2 separate regions of the Zea mays genome follow, and region 2 is linked to region 1. A link is a contact called in public Hi-C data. All regions are on one chromosome and are shown on one strand. Each heading gives the region's core, a stretch centred on a gene start, on an enhancer-like site or on the middle of the called end of the contact. The rest is flanking DNA. Distances are from core to core; before and after follow the strand shown.

Region 1 (5,031 bases), core at 494-2,993:
TTCCAGGCGCCGGTGATGCGATGCATATAACTGCAGCGCGAACAATAAATTACTGCTTGGCAATGGCAATGGCAAGGGGCTTTGCTGTGACCGCCGATCCTTATCAACGAGGCACATAATTCAACACCACCCCCAAATGCCAAATTGTATATTTGGCGCCATGGAAATGACGATGTCCGTCCGGCCAGGAAACCTGACGACGAGCAATGTGACAGCCAACTGCTAAAAATAAATAACTGAGGAAGCAAAGCAACCCGTGACCGTGAGATGAGGCGGGGCATAGCGTTTGCTTGCCAGCGGCCAAACTCGTCCAAGTCCAAGGGCGTTGCAAAGGGTGGTTGACCAAACACTACCGGAACCCGTACGTTGGATCGGGAAAAAAAAAGAGAGGAGGTAACCTACTTTGTGTTTCTTTTTAAAAAAACAAGGATCCGATCTTTTTTTCTGACCTTGCACACACACACACAAAAAAAAAAGCATCTCCACACCAACCGAACAAGTTCCCCAAACAGTGAGCTCCATTCCATCCGAGACAACACGCACACATCTGTGATAAAGAATGTAAAAGCGAGCATCTGATCCCCTCGCGCCCCATCCATCGGTTGTGATGCCCTCTCCCCTCGCGGGGTTGTTCGGTTTAGGTGAATTGAAAGGGATTAAATTCTTCATATTCAAATTTGTATAGCAGAAAATTTAATCTCCTCCAATTTACATCTATCCGTCCCTAATCAAATAAGTCATGTCTGGTCTCCTGGCCAGGCGAGTCTCCCTGGTGGGGCCGTGGTGATCTGCTTTGTTGGTGGCGTGACTGGAAATGCCGTGGCTAGTGGTAACTTTTTTTCCCAGCGGGGGAAAATCGTGGCTGGGTGCTTCGGCGGCACATCTGCACTAGCCGGCCCTGATGAACGGGGGGCGCCTCCCAGAGCAGGATTGGTGGAGCAAGTGACGAAGAAACCGCACAAAGCACCAGGTATTCAGACCAATTAACAAACACCACCGGCACCAACAAAGTCAGAGAAGGAGAACGTGTGTGCCGGCCTGCCGGGCCGGGCCGGGCCGGGTCCTCGCAGCCGGGTTTCAGGAACCACATGGAACCAGACTCGACGACGTCACTGCTGATGGCCGCGCGCCCTGGATTGACTGCTTGCTGCAGGAGCTCGGACGGAGGAAACTCCAGTCGACAGCAAGACTACTGGGGCGCGCACTCACTTCCACGGCCACTGGGTCTCGGACTCACCGTGAAGCCACAGCAATCTGATGGACATGGACTAGGTTAAACATCTCCTAAGCCTGAAACGTGACAGCTGACATGGGTGAGAGTGAAAACAAAATTAGTTTAGGCATAGGGGACACGACGCAGAACGGGGTGGCTCGAGGCCAAGCGGGCGGCGGACCCGAGCGGATAAGGACGAGCTCGGCCCTCAACTGTCGCTGTGGCGCATGACACAAACACAAAGCATCGTTTCCTGTTGGTAATTTACCACCACTAGCGCTAGCCTACCACTGGTATGTTTTTTGTTTTTGTTTTTTTTTGCATTGGATCGTAGAATTATAAACTTTATAATATGCCATAAAAGCTGAAGGTTGCAGTATTAGTTTAAATTATTCTATTTGTTAATTTAAAACGTTGTCGCAGGCTCGCAGCTGCTGTTGCTGTCTGCTTTCCCCTCCCCCGGTCTACAAAGACCTCGGCTTTCCTTTCCTACATGCTCTTCTTCCTTCCAAAGCCTTCGCATTTTCCTCTCGTCTTCCCCTTCCCCTTACTCCAAATTACCCCCTGCTATCTACATATCCTGTCCACACTCTCCCTCCCTGCGCTGGGCCTTGCAGTTTTTGGTTGTGTATCGGGGAAATGGCAATCGACGACGAATCGCCGATCAGAGTCAACAGCAGAGGCGGCGGCGCCATGGTAAGTAACCTAACTAACCTGGATAGCACGCCCTCTTTTGTACTCTCTTCTTGCCTTGTTTTTTCCCCCCTTCGGTGCCCTGTTTCTTTGCTCTCTGTTGGGCTGGCGCTAACATGGCGGCGCGGCGCCGGATCGAATGCGGCAGGGAGGAGGGGAGTGCGACGGGGCGGAGAACCAGCGGTGGCCGCCGTGGCTCAAGCCGCTGCTGGGGACGAGCTTCTTCGGCCAATGCAAGCTGCACGCGGACGCGCACAAGAGCGAGTGCAACATGTACTGCCTCGCCTGCATGAACGGCGCGCTCTGCTCCCAGTGCCTCGCCTACCACCGCGACCACCACGCCATCCAGGTGAGCTCACTACGCTGCACACCCCGGCCGGGGGGGAATAGGTGCCATTCATTGGCGTCGGAACGGAGCGGGCGGCGCCGCGGGCCCTTTCTTTGAATGAAACGGCAGCAGCTCTGGCGCCCCCTGCGTCCATCCAAAGACTCTTCTTGTTACCGGCCTCTGCTCCGCCGCGGAGACTTCCTGTTTAGTTGCATCCGAAGCTGCAACGGACAGTAGTGTCTCTCTACACGCGATAGTATTGGAGGGAGAGAAAAAAAGAGTCCAAAGATCAGGATAGCTGACTTTCTTGGACTGGCAGCAAATGTGCCCTGTTCCATCTGCATGCGTCTTCTCTCTGACGGCGATGCGTGGTCTGGTGCCAGATACGGAGGTCGTCCTACCACGACGTGATCCGGGTGTCGGAGATCCAGAAGGTGCTGGACATCTCCGGCGTGCAGACGTACATCATCAACAGCGCGCGCGTGGTGTTCCTGAACGAGCGCCCGCAGCAGAGGCCAGGCAAGGGCGTCACCAACACCTGCGAGGTCTGCCAGCGCAGCCTCCTCGACACCTTCCGCTTCTGCTCCCTCGGGTGCAAGGTACGCCCACGCCGCCGCCGCTAACCCAGTCCACATTCCCGGTTCGCACGTGTGGTTCGAAATAACAGCAACATAATAATGACCCCCTATCCCTGGATGCGCCGCGCCGGCGCCGCGCAGATCGTGGGGACCTCCGGTGACTTGCGCATCCGGAAGAAGCAGGCCGTTGTCAAGAAGCATCAGAAGAAGAAGAAGCAGCAGGCGCAGCAGCACAGGGGCGCCGCGTTGGACTCGGAGGACGACTCTTCGTCCACCAGCACCAGCCGCGGCAGCGACAGGAGCAGCGTGGTGCAGAGCTTCACCCCGTCGACCCCGCCGGCGACGGCCAACAGCTTCCGAACCGGGAAGCGGCGCAAGGGCGTGCCGCACCGGTCGCCGTTCGGCAGCCTCATGGTGGAGGAGTTCTAGTCAAAGGCGTGGTCCGAACCCGATGCCGGCCCACGCGGTTGCCCCCTCGCCAAAAGCAGCGGTACACCCCACTGTAGCATACGCACTTCTATACCATCTACTATAGGTGTTGCCGGATCGGCCGGTCTACATAGTTCATAGCCACCCAAGAAAAAAAAAAGGAGCTAGTAGTAGCAAGCAATAACCAAGGCCCCACTGCACGCCCGCGCTTCTGGACGACGAGGCCGGTGCAATGTGGCACGTACGTCGTACGGTACGGTTACTTCCATTCCATAGTACTGTGCTACTACTACTGTAGTTTACATGCAGTCGCAGAGCTGTGCTGGTAGTGAGACAACGGTTTGGGTTTTGGTGCCTGTAAAAGGAAACGAGGTAGTTGTAGCAGTTACCCTAGTCGTCACCACTCATCAGCAGCCAGACACTACTAAATTACATAGTATAATAGGTGTTTCCTAGTTTTTACCGGCGCTTGATATAGATGTGGATGTACATATATACATATACTGTCACAGATGGGGAACGGTAGGAGTGTTGTTGGTACTGGTGTTTGCGTTTGTTGCCTGTAATAATAAAGAGGATAAGAATGCTGCATGCTCCTGGCTTGTGTGTTGCTTGTCTGATTGATGGTGGGTTTATCTTCTCCTGCCCCCTCTTTTTCTCTGCAGTCTGTACTGTACCATCCACCGCCAGATGCTAGAAACCGACCATGCAAATGCGTGCATCTGCAGCTGCAGCTGCAGGGCGGCGGGGGACGCCGGGACGGTGCTACCAGCGGAACCTGATTCGTCGCTGTGTACGGCGAGCTGAGCCGTGCCCGCTGCCTAACTTGGTTGACCCGGCGTTCGGCATGGACAGCGGCGGCCGGTCGATGCCGACGTTCTCGTCTTGCTGTGCCGAAATAACTGGCTCCGTCTTGCTCTGCCGGGTCCCATCGTGCCCATAGTGGTCTTCGGGCGAGGCGTGGAGGCGCGCGCGGCCGCCGGCGCATGGCCGTGTGGAGAGGCGCAAGGGCGACGGAGCTTCAGACGACTTCACGCATGGCCGTGTGGTGTGGAGATGCCAGCCGTGCCTTGTGCGGCGTCCGTCCCAGTCGCGCGCGCCGGCGCAGCGCGGGCAAGTGTCTGGAAAATGCTCCCGCGCCCACCAGGCACCAGGCCGCCGCCGCCACCGCCACCACCACCGTGCCCCCCGCGCGTGACGCACACGCACACCTGTCCGATCCCCATCCGTCGCAACTGGTTTTCCACGGCGAAAGCAACGGGGAGGGGCCACCACCACCGTACTTGCTCGGTCCCTTTCCCGCGAAACGTTCGGCGTACAAACAAGCTTTGGAGCTTCCTTTCAGTACTGGATTTCGCCAAACAATGGCCGAGGCTCGGGGTCCCCCCTCGACGCGTACATGTGTACATGCAGCATGCCAACTAAAGCTCATGGTTTTATTTGAGAAAATGGGCTGTTCGATTGCTCGTCGCTGCCCGGTGGTGGTGGCCGGTGCAACGAGAGTGTACGCGGTTCATGCTTCACCCAGCACACGCTTTCGAGGCGCATTTTCTCCGTTGCTCTGCGCTAGAGGGATCGTCGAGTGGGCGGGGTTCAGGCCACCACCGCTTCCCATCCTCCAATCCAATCCAATCCAATCCACAGTGATAATTGAGCTGCCTAGTGGTATGGTGACAGTCACAGCACTGCCTCGTGCCAGTGCCAGCACCCGCTTTTGATCCGATAAGTTCGGTGCAGGGAACAACAGCAGCACGAGCTAGCAAGGAGGAGGATTCTTCTGCGATCAAGCA
Region 2 (5,498 bases), core at 1,571-4,070, 210 kb before region 1:
TATTACCACCTCTAGTTCTGAGAAGTAGAAAACTATCTCTGCCAATTATGGAATATGTGCGCACATAACTTATAAGAATGTTAATGGTCTTACAGTAAAAGACCATTACCAATAGTCTATATATACAAAGGGCCTAGTGTGTTTGAGATGATTACTTTTTTCTCTCTCTAGTGTTGCGAACAATTAAAATATCATCGTTGTTTCTCTCGCTGTGCGTGGTGCTAGAACACCGACATTACGATGTTTCACCCTGCATGTGTGGATACCATAGAGATGTTGTTATTGTTGCTGCGGTGTTGGCCAACAGCAAACTTGAAGAAGTCGAGTGAAAGTGTTGTGTGCTGTTGTTGCTGGCACGTGAGGACGCTCGACTACTTCCACTACATCGACGTGTTCTTCTTTCGCTGTGTTGTACATCTAGCGATAACGATCCATAATTGAAAGTTCCCTTTGTGGGGAAAACATATCTGAATACACCTAGAGGGGTGAATAGGCGAATAAAAATCTAACCTAAAGCTCCATAACACCGAATAGTGTGGGCCCACCAACCCTATCGGCTGCGATAGAGTAAGAGCTCAATGCAACGGAAAGAGTCCAGTAACAAGTAACAACGAATCTCCAATCATGGAGAAGATATTAAACAAGCTTTATAAAACTAGCCAAAGAATGTCTGAACATAATTGTTTGAGCAATTCAATAAGTTGTTAGATTGATCTACTGTTTATATGAATGGTAAAATTAGATGGGAAAGAATAGATGAAAGAAGTAGATGGCGAAGAGAAGTAGAAGTGTATCATTTTATTTTATTTTTATTTTTAAAGTTTTTTCATTGTATTTATTTTTAGGAACTATATTTTTATTTAATTATGTATTTGGATGAAACTTTATTTTGAAGTATTATGGTATTATGGTACTGAAGTATAATGAACTATAAAAAATATAATTGATTTCTAACATTATAGACAAGTATTATGGTACTGAAGTATAAAACGGTAGTAAAAATTATACATTCAAGGACTGAAGATGATTAGATAGAAAATAATGTATAACCAAGCATCAACAATAAATATAATGAACTATAAATAAATCAGCTAATAAACATCAAATTTAAATAAACCATGTGCCATAATTAAGCAACACACCTTTTGATTTCTAACATTATAGACACACGAGGCTGCAAAAATCAAACTGCATGGTTAGGATTGTGCTTAGATTTATAAAAATAATGTCTAATTACATAGTTGCACAAGAAATAATTATAAAATCTGCTCGGAAACTATATTTACATAGTTGATTGGACGAGGTTGCGATCACGATGAACAGGAGTACTACAGTTTGTGGACTTCTAGAGTAAATAGAGATTATATAGCTAGGGCTTCATTTGTTTTGGGCTAGACCAAGTGATCAAGTTTATATTTTTTTGTCCAAGTTTATACTAGGTATTTTATGCCCATTGATTAACGAGTATGGGTGATGGCAGAATGTTTAATACTCGTTTAGTCAGTGGATGAAGGTTTTTGTCTAATAACAGACCAAAAGATAGAATATTTAGGCTATATGAATACTATAATGGAGTTAATAACTATCTAATCAGGATAACCATTGCCATCTATTAGGGATGAAAACGGTCGGTAAACACTAAAACCATTACCGTTTTCATATTTTTTATCGGAAACAAAATCGAAAACGGTAACTCCAGAAACGGAAACGATATCGGTATTTCGGAACATCGGAAACGAAAGTTTGGTGCGGAAAATACACCAGTAACGGTCGAAATCTAAAATACGATCGGTAAACATATCAAACTTCACAATACAATAAAGTTGACAAAAGATCACAAAGACCACAAATTCATAATTCATGATATAACAAGTTCACAAGGATCACAAATTTATAATATAAAAAGTTTACAAAGATCACAAGTTCACAATATAACAAGTTCACAGTATAACAAGTTCATAAAGATCACAAGTTCATAGACTCAAAGTTCATAATTCACAATATACACTCGATCTAGCTGACATGTCATGCTTACTTATAAAATATTTTTTCTCACAAAGTTTTTTCACAGCCTCAGAGGAAAACCCTAAAATCTAGTGTGTGGAAAAGACAGGCTGCCGGCTCTCTATCATTATATATTACTAATACATAACATGTGTATAGAAAATGGTGGATTCGTACGATAGACCAAATCGTTAATCCCAATTGCCTCCCAACACCAATATATCCCAAAAAAAATTAAGACGTCCAAAAAATAAAAAAAATAAGTAATCCTTATCTAGAGACGTACAGGCGATGCGAAAAATCACATGCTGAAAAATTATGAAAAATCTAAGGCACAATTTCGAAAAATTCCGAGACACAATTTCGAAAAATTTCGAGACACAAATACGGTATTTTCCGACAAAAACCTGTAACCCAAAGAAACGATCGATAAAACACTACGCCGATTCGGATAGAAAATTTTAAAACCAATTCTATTTTCAAAAAATAGAATTATCGATGAATTCGATCCAAAATTTTGAAACCGTTTTAATCCTTAGTTGCCTACCATCTATATAGCGCCGGGGATATTGATCAGACACTTCCACCGTCCGTCCGCCGATTCCGAGGACAGCCAGCCGCGGGTGGTCCCCCACAGTGACCCCTCCATTACTCCCCTGCCCCGCCGCGACCCGGCCTCAAAAGACGACAACCGCTACCCGTGCCCGGCTGCCCCCGCGCGGCGAGAATCCCCACGCGCCCCGTCCCACCCCACAGTCCAATATGGCCGCTTCATCCAGATCCAGGCCGCTCTCCAAGCTCTCCCCTTCCCACCTCGTCCCCCTCGACCTCTCCACATCCTGGTGCTGCACGCCCCACGGTCTCGGCGGCCACGCCCCACACTCCTCGTCCTCGTCCTCCTCCTCGCACCCCTCCTCCCCGGCCCGCGCCGCCGCCCATCACATGGACCCGCCGCCCACCAGCTCTACCGTGGCCTCCTCCTACGCCACTCCGCCCCAGCCTTCCTACGCGCCCTCCTACCCTACCAGCTACACCAAGTTCAACTCCGCGCTCAACGCGGGGTTGCTCAATCCCATGTCCCCGCCGCCGCTGCCACTTGACAAGACGCGCTCCAGCCCCACACTCTTCGACATGATGGCCAACGAGCAGGACTACCACCCCCGCACCGCCGCCGGCATCCACTCCATCCCCGCCCCGCCCCAGCCGCACCAGCTCCCGCCCGCGCGCTCCATGGACAGGCAGATGCTGCTCCAGGACCGCATCGCCGACCTCATCGGCAGCTGTAGCCCCGGGAACCAGTTCAACGACGCCGACTCCTCCGACGTCCGCCTCACCCTCAGCTCCAAGGACGGCCTCTCCGTCACGCTCTGCGTTCACCGCCACATACTCGTCGCGCACAGCAGGTTCTTCGCCGCCAAACTGTCCGACCGCTGGTCCAAGCAGCAGCGAACGCTGCCGCACATCGTCGAGATCTCCGACTGCGACGACGTCGAGGTGTACGCCGAGACGCTGCGGCTCATGTACTGCAAGGATCTCCGCCGGAGGCTGATGCGGGAGGATGTGAACAAGGTCCTTGGCATCCTGAAGGTATCGCGGCCTTCTACCGTCTCATGTATGCCGATTCTGCGGAACGATTTCCCATTTTTTGCACACTAATTTATTTATCTGTTCCTTCTCCAGGTGTCCGCAGCCATTGTATTCGATGCCGGGGTGTTGTCTTGCTTGGAGTACTTGGAGGCTGCGCCTTGGGCTGAGGACGATGATGAGAAGGTGGCTACATTGTTGACGCAGCTGCATCTTGAGAACTCCGGGGCTGGGGAGGTGCTTAAAAGGGTGTCACTGGAATTGGCCCCTTCGGCATTGGTTGAAGAGGCAGATGAAGGAGGCAGCTGCAACGGTGGCAATTCCAGTGGTGGTGAGGAGGTATTGCTGAGGCTCCTGCAAGTCGTTCTGGAAGGGAAGGACGAAAAGGCAAGGAGGGAGATGAAGGGGCTAGTGTCCAAAATGCTCAGGGAGAACAGCACATCCCGTGGTGGAGCAATTGGTGGCGACCTTCGCAAGGAATCGCTCTATTCTGCGTGCAATGGATGCTTGTCCCTGCTGTGCGAGCAATTTGTGAGGGCTTCAGAGGGTGATCACTCAGAGGTGGCGCGGATCGCAAGGCAGGCTGACAACCTGCATTGGATGCTTGACATCCTTGTTGAGCGCCAGATCGCGGAGGATTTCTTGAGGACATGGGCAACGCAGACTGAGTTAGCGGCGATGCATCGTAAAGTGCCAGCGATACACCGCTACGAAGTGAGCCGAGTGACGGCAAGACTCTTTGTTGGGGTTGGCAAGGGTCAGATCTTGGTGTCCAAGGAGGCCCGTTGCCAGCTCTTGAGCACCTGGCTAGAGCCCTTTTACGAGGACTTCGGATGGATGCGGCGAGCATGCAAGGGGCTTGACCGGCATTTGATCGAGGATGGACTGGCAAACACAATCCTGACGCTGCCTCTTGCAACTCAGCAGGAGATCCTTCTGGCATGGTTTAATCGGTTCCTCAACTCTGGGGAGGATTGCCCAAACATTCAGAGAGGGTTTGAGGTGTGGTGGCGGCGGGCATTCTGGAAAAGGAACTCTGAGCCAGAACCACCATCCCGTTTGAGGATTACTGCGATCTGCGAGAACTCTTGATGACGACGGTTCATATTCGACATGGAATGTGGCGGATGTTGTGATATAATTATTGATTTTCTGTGATATGTAGTAGTGTCTAGCTGTTTCTCAGTTTTTTTTTGTTATGTCTGATTAGGCAGTTAGCCAATTACACATGTCATCTTGATCCTGTTTCAATGCAATGTATACCAGGTACAATGTACTACTATGCCGCAACCATTTTGATTCGAAGTGAAGTAGAGTGACTATTTGTGGTTTGCTATATAGCATAAGCAAACAATGGAAGGATTCAGACACATCTGGAGTTTGGAAATGGTTGCACATCTGGGGTTTGGAAATGGTTGTCCTGAGGCCTTATTTGATACTATCCATATGTATTGGTGTGGATTGGAGTGTAAATTAGTTTAATTTACACCTGAGGTCTTGTTCGATTATTGATATTACATGTGTATTGGAGTGTATTGGGTGGGATTGAGATGGATTTTGACTTGTTATGGATTTAAACCGGCTCAATCCCACCCAATACATGTGGATTATCACCAAAACGAACAAGCCCTGAAGTGGATTGGGGTGAATACTAGAATATCTAAACAAAACTTGTTTGGATACTCTAATATTCACCTTAATCTATATGTATTGATGTAGATTGGAGTGTAAATTAGTTTAATTTACATCCTAATCCACCTCAATAAATATGGATTGGGATGAATACTAGAATATCTAAACAAAGCATGAAAAGGATAAGTTTGATCTTTTTTTTTTTTCTAGACCATTTAAGCCTTTATTTCCTGTGTTTTGTTGTTTCGTCCCATAATGTTGGATGGTTTCTGACATCT

What was found. A called contact is a pair of places that touch in the nucleus more often than the background predicts.
Region 2: a contact with region 1 is called in a Hi-C map of endosperm, with 2.5 times the contacts expected there. The contact joins the promoter of LOC100383502 here to the promoter of LOC100277728 in region 1. A contact is called at or near these places in 12 of 25 Hi-C or Micro-C datasets (bundle sheath, ear, endosperm and 4 more) and 1 of 3 datasets of contacts at active chromatin or transcription factors (leaf).

What each region holds. Positions count from the first base shown.
Region 1 is chr10:138,320,041-138,325,071 of Zm-B73-REFERENCE-NAM-5.0, reverse strand. It overlaps LOC100277728 (PLATZ transcription factor), which reads left to right and starts at 1,743. Exons shown (of 4, transcript NM_001151221.2): 1 at 1,743-1,909; 2 at 2,055-2,255; 3 at 2,618-2,833; 4 at 2,954-3,831. The coding sequence starts at 1,853. The coding sequence ends at 3,241.
Region 2 is chr10:138,534,647-138,540,144 of Zm-B73-REFERENCE-NAM-5.0, reverse strand. LOC100383502 reads left to right here and starts at 2,820. Exons shown (of 2, transcript NM_001176150.1): 1 at 2,820-3,591; 2 at 3,685-4,866. The coding sequence starts at 2,947. The coding sequence ends at 4,680.